Linked DNA regions of Capra hircus: region 2 is linked to region 1. The links are chromatin contacts, called in public Hi-C maps. All regions are on one chromosome and are shown on one strand. The core of a region is the stretch at or near the end of the contact, and the rest is flanking DNA. Distances in the headings are between cores, read along the strand shown.

What was found. A called contact is a pair of places that touch in the nucleus more often than the background predicts.
Region 2: a Hi-C map of blood shows a contact between it and region 1, with 4 times the contacts expected there. The contact joins two enhancer-like sites. A contact is called at or near these places in 3 of 5 Hi-C or Micro-C datasets (all in blood).

What each region holds. Positions count from the first base shown.
Region 1 is chr17:18,498,328-18,501,148 of ARS1.2, forward strand. CCDC62 (coiled-coil domain-containing protein 62) reads left to right here. Exons shown (of 14, transcript XM_018061332.1): 8 at 151-236; 9 at 580-695; 10 at 2,494-2,821. Among named protein-coding and RNA genes, the nearest start is that of CCDC62, 22 kb to the left of the region's middle. Within about 2 kb of position 1,379, at least 1 of the 5 cell types and tissues checked has an H3K27ac peak or open chromatin away from gene starts, as enhancers often do.
Region 2 is chr17:18,548,726-18,551,546 of ARS1.2, forward strand. HIP1R (huntingtin-interacting protein 1-related protein) reads left to right here. Exons shown (of 32, transcript XM_018061333.1): 23 at 203-313; 24 at 533-591; 25 at 810-840; 26 at 926-988; 27 at 1,358-1,458; 28 at 1,569-1,674; 29 at 1,764-1,887; 30 at 1,967-2,028; 31 at 2,137-2,340; 32 at 2,597-2,821. The coding sequence ends at 2,641. Among named protein-coding and RNA genes, the nearest start is that of HIP1R, 25 kb to the left of the region's middle. Within about 2 kb of position 1,361, at least 3 of the 5 cell types and tissues checked have an H3K27ac peak or open chromatin away from gene starts, as enhancers often do.

The DNA.
Region 1 (2,821 bases), core at 129-2,628:
TTCTTGGGCATCCATTTTGCAATTTTAAAATTCAGAAACTAGTGGGGGAAAAAAATTAGCCATGTGCACATTCAGTTGTTAGAAATGAAGAGGTGTGTATTGATGTGGCTGGTGAAAAATGTTTTAATAATATTTGTTCTTAAATAGCAGAGAGAGAAAAAAGGAAAGATGAGTTACTTGATATCGCAAAGTCAAAGCAAGAGCGCATGAACGCAGAGCTGCATAATCTGAGACAGGTACGTCCCCACTCCCTCTTCACTATTAAGTGGGAAACATTTATAAACAGACATCAAATTAGGCAAAGTGTATGCCTGGTGATTTTGTTCATGGTGCTTCTGGAATCCTGACTACTTTAAAGGTGTATCAATCGTATTAACCTCGCAGATGGAGTCTTGCTTATAGTAAAGGAGACTAGTTACACTAACAAATCTTGGTGCGAACAGGAAAAATGAAAGCTAACATACTCAGCATATGTTTTTAGCCACTGTCTGATACGTTTTAGCGTTTGAAACACCCAACTGTTGGCTTGCTTTAGCTTTGTCGTTACACTTTGTATTGATTTATCAATATCTACGGCAGATTTACGTAAAACAACAGCGTGATATGCAGTTTCTTAATTTCAATGTGGAAAATTCTCAGGAATTAATACAGATATATGACTCAAAGATGGAGGAATCAAAGGGCATGGAATCCAGGTAACCTTAGTAAGATGCCATTAATATGATATTGTATTTATTTCCGTCATTCATCAATGTTTGTTAAGTACCTACTATGGGTCAGTACTTACTACTATTCCCTAGATAGCAGGGAGTAAATGGGAAAAAATATATGTGAGCTAATAATTATCATTTTAATCCTGGGTTGTAGTGAGACTAGATTTAGAATTTTAGGCATGATCCTAATTAAACTATTTGATAAATTTCATTAAATACATTATTTGTGGGTATGTGTTGTATAAAAGGCTTTGAGGTAAAGTAGAAATTACAGAGATGAATAATTTATTCAGAACTCTGAGTATTTTAGGCACTGGGCTAGGAATAGGGAAAATAAAGATATACTGGGTATTATACTTATCTAAAAGAAAGAACATCAAAGAAGGGTAGAAATAACTGCAGTAGAAGTTCAGCTGAGGGTGACCTCTGCTCTCAGCTTGATTTTTCCAATAACAGGCAGTATGTGAATTAAATTCATTTCTGTAAAAGTAAAACATAAACATATGAAGAGTGGTTTAATTGACAAGCATACAGCTGTCCCACAGTTCAGTTTAGTCCATTCATCCAACCGAATAGTGAGGAAGTGGTGGAAAGGAGGGGGCATTCAGGGGACTCCCATCTCTCCATGTAAGGGCAGAAGCTGGGCCCAGTGGCGCGTGCCTTTCCCCGGGGGGCTGGGGTTCGAGGGTGGGAGTGGTCAGGAGTTGCAGGGTTTTGCTGCAGACTGGAAGGCTGGGGACTCACCCCACACTTTGCCACATTCGCTGTGCTTTTCTTCGGGGTCTTTCACTGGGGCTTCTAACACCATCGCTCTGTATCCCAGTATCTGCAGCTGCTACTAATAAACACCAGACCAAGCCGGCGATCTCCAGGAGGCAGAAGCCCCTAACCAGTTGTCTCTCTTTTCTTTTTGTACTTCATTTCCTCTGGGAGGCACCTGGCCTTAGACGATAGAGGTTATTCCTTAAGAACATAAAGTGGCCTTTCCCATTCTAGAAGGAGAATCAGAATCATATAGATTAGAACACCTGAACACATGTGACGTGAGCATTTTAACAGGCAGTGTATTAAAAGGTTTATCACAATGATTTTTATTTTATGCACATGTGTCATTTTTACTTTAGACTGGCTTTCAATACGTAGCTACATAGGTATGCAGCAGATAAATGGGATAGTAATGAATACAGTATGGTAAACACATTTGGCACTGTCCAGTTTATCTCTATACCTTGAATCCCCATTGCCTTTCAGTTCTGGCTTTAGCTCTGTTTACTGTGAAACTAATAGAATTAGGAAAAGAAATAACAGATCAGTCAGCAAGTATTTACAGAACACTGAGTGTGTATTAATGACTGTGCTAGGTGCTAGGGGCATTAAAAATGCCTTCATATGTGAAAAACACCCTTAAGCATCTTTAGACAAGACATTGATATGTATGCAACAGCGAGCCATACAGTTGTAATAGGAGAGTCTGTCTCTGATTAATTAAATCATGTATGCAGTAAGATAGTGATTTGCAGTATGGACAGTGTGTATAGTAGACCTTAAGGATGGGACATGGGGGAGTGGGCATATGGGGCTTGGTGATCACAAAGACTTCTTGGAGGAGGCTGGGCTAAAATTGGGCTCCGAAGAATATAAAAATTCTACCTTCTATTTTCAACTGAGACAAATGGGTTTTATTAAGGTTTAGCTCAACTGATGAGGTTTGAGTGAAATATTGAGAATGACAGTATCAAGTGTATCTTATAACTTCCCGTTTTTTGTAATGCCACCATAGCAGAGACATGTGTTTATCAGACCTTGAAAATAACCACCTAAAAGTCGATTTTAAGAGGGAGAAAAATCAGAAGTCACTGGTTAAGGACCAAAAATTTGAGACCACGTTGGTTCAGCAAACTAGGTCAGACAAGAGCTCTTGTGATGTATGCAAAGAGAAGAAACTACAGGTTAATACTTCATTTGGGGGAAAAAGTGTAATTGCTATCTCATCTCTATTTGCAAAAGACTTAGTGGAGAAACAAAAGTCTTGGTCTCTGGGAGGAAAAATCCAGATTGAACCCGAATACAAAAGTACATTTTGCAAGATCCACGCAAAATCACACAAA
Region 2 (2,821 bases), core at 111-2,610, 50 kb after region 1:
AGGAGGGCGGTGGAACTGGGTCCCCAGTTTCTCCGCATCTCCTTCCAGCTTGGGCTGAGTCAAGGGCTCACGTGCAGGGCCTGCCACTGTGGGGCACAGGTTGGGGAAAGAGCACTGCCCCAGGCTGGCCCCCAGGCTCTGTAGGGCAGCCGGGGCAGAATCCATCCACTCTGCCTAACTCCCGGATGCCTCGTCCCCCCAGGAGCTGAAGCCCAAGAGCCTGGATGTGCGTCAGGAGGAGCTCGGGGCTATGGTGGACAAGGAGATGGCGGCCACATCCGCGGCCATTGAGGATGCGGTGCGGAGGATCGAGGTAAGGACCAGGGGCGGGGGCAGGAGCCCCAGGTGCGCCTCCCTCTGCGGGAGGGCCCGCCAGCCTCTGCAGGTCAGAGGTGAGGGGCGGCTGGGGCCTGGCTCTTCCGCCGAGGCTCTTTGGCTGGTGGGGTGGTAGGGGCTGGCCAGCGCCGGTGTCCCCCTTCGTCGCATGTTGCCCTCCTCCCAGCCCACTCAAAGCTCTTGTTGTCGGCTGTAGGACATGATGAACCAGGCCCGCCATGCCAGCTCTGGGGTGAAGCTGGAGGTGAATGAGAGGTGAGCCCCACTTGTGCCTCCCGGTCTCCCCGGGACGGGTTCCTCAGTTTTCCCGGATCTGGGGAGGTGGGTTATGCCCCTCTGACTGCACACCCTGCCCTGTGGCCCCACCTGCTGTGCGCCCACGAGGCCAGGCCGAGCTCCCTGGCTCCCCGTGGCTTCCAGGGCCATAGTGCAGACCCTTTTCCCTCGTTCCCCGTCCCTCCTGCTCCTCCCAGGATCCTCAACTCCTGCACGGATTTGATGAAGGTGAGTGGCCGGCTGAGACCCAGGCTGGGAGGGCTCTGTACCTGGCAGGGCCGCCCAAGGGTGACTTGTGTCTTGATCTTGGCAGGCCATCCGGCTCCTGGTGACAACATCCACCAGCCTGCAGAAGGAGATCGTGGAGAGTGGCAGGGTGAGCCGAGCTGCTGGTGGGATGGGGCATCCCTGGCTGAGCCAGGTGGGGGCCCCTCCTAAGTGGGCAGGCTGCACAGCTCAGCCATCGAGGACAGATTCCTGCAAGGGGCCTGACTCCAGAGCCCTCTTTGTCCCAAATCACCCCGTGGTTTAAGATTCCCCCCAGGGCTCCTTTTGGGCTTGAGAACCCTGCAGTGTGCAGAGTGGCGGCAGCTGGTCCTCCCCCAGGGCCTGCAGCGTGCCTGGGAACCACAGCCCAGGGGTGCGCCCCTGTGGCTGGGTGACGGGAGAGGGCTCACCCCTGGGGATCTAGTGTCCCCCTGGTGACATCCTTGACTGGTCCGCCCTGTCCTCCTGTCACCACTAGGGGGCAGCCACGCAGCAGGAATTTTATGCCAAGAATTCAAGGTGGACGGAAGGCCTGATCTCTGCCTCCAAGGCTGTGGGCTGGGGAGCCACCCAACTGGTGTATGTTGCCCCAGGTCTGGGGGTGGGGTGGAGGGGGCAAGGTGGGGGTGCCTGGCTGTCCAGGGGGTCGGAGACCCAGGCCAGCCCCCTCCCCCCGCCTCTGCCCCCAGGGAGTCGGCGGACAGGGTGGTGCTGCACACGGGCAAGTACGAGGAGCTCATCGTCTGCTCGCACGAGATCGCGGCCAGCACAGCCCAGCTGGTGGCGGCCTCCAAGGTGGGGCTCCCCGGGAGACTGACGGCGGGGCGGTGCTGCCCACGGCGGGCCCATCCCTGAGCCGTCCCCGCGCCCCCCACGCCCTCCAGGTGAAGGCCGACAAGCACAGCCCCCACCTGAGTCGCCTGCAGGAGTGCTCGCGCACCGTCAATGAGATGGCCGCCAACGTGGTGGCCTCCACCAAGTCGGGCCAGGAGCAGGTCGAGGACAGAGGTGGGCGCTGGGGTCCTCGTGGGGTGGGGTGGGGATGGGGAAGGCACGCAGACGCTGACCCACCCCGCTCTGCCCTCAGACACCATGGACTTCTCCGGCCTCTCCCTCATCAAGCTGAAGAAGCAGGAGATGGAGACCCAGGTAGCTGCCCTCCCGCCTCTGCCCCCCTCCCGTCCCCCTTCTGCCCCCGCCCCGTCCCCTCTCCCTGGGGCAGGGCCCAGCCTGCTGAGCTGCTGTGCGGGGCTGCAGGTGCGGGCCCTGGAGCTGGAAAAGACACTGGAGGTGGAGCGTGTGCGGCTCGGGGAGCTGCGGAGGCAGCACTACCTGCTGGCCGGGGCCACAGGGGCACCGGGCGAGGAGGAGCCCAGCCAGCCCAGCGCCGCCCCCCGCAGCGGGACCAAGAAGCCACCCTTGGCCCAGAAGCCCAGCGTGGCGCCAAGGCAGGACCACCAGGTGCCCGGCCGGTGGGGGGTGATGGGAGGGGCCCTGGGGTGCTGTCCTGGCCTCTGCTCCCGGGTCTGTGGGGCGCTGGCCCTTGGGGACAGTCAGACACCACTGGGTGGGAGCAGACACGCTGCCCAGCACTGCGGGGAGCAAGGCAGGGGCCCAGGGCTCTTCCCGCGGGAGGTGCAGGGGGGGGCCCTGACCCAGGGTGTGTCCTGCACTCCTGGCGGTGGCCACTGAGCCCCCTCACCTTTGACTCTTGCAGCTCGACAAGAAGGATGCCAGCTACACAGCTCAAGTCGTGAACTAAGCCCCCTCCAAGGGGTCTGGCAGGGAGGCTGACGGGAGACCTGGGCCTCATGGCTGAGGTGCCTCTGAGAGGCCCGGCTGCCCCCCAGGTGCCCAAGCCCCTGGCCCCCAGCCCTCGCTGAGGGCTGACCACGTGCCTAGGACTGACCGAGGCTGTCCTCCTGGATGAGAGCCTGTTTAT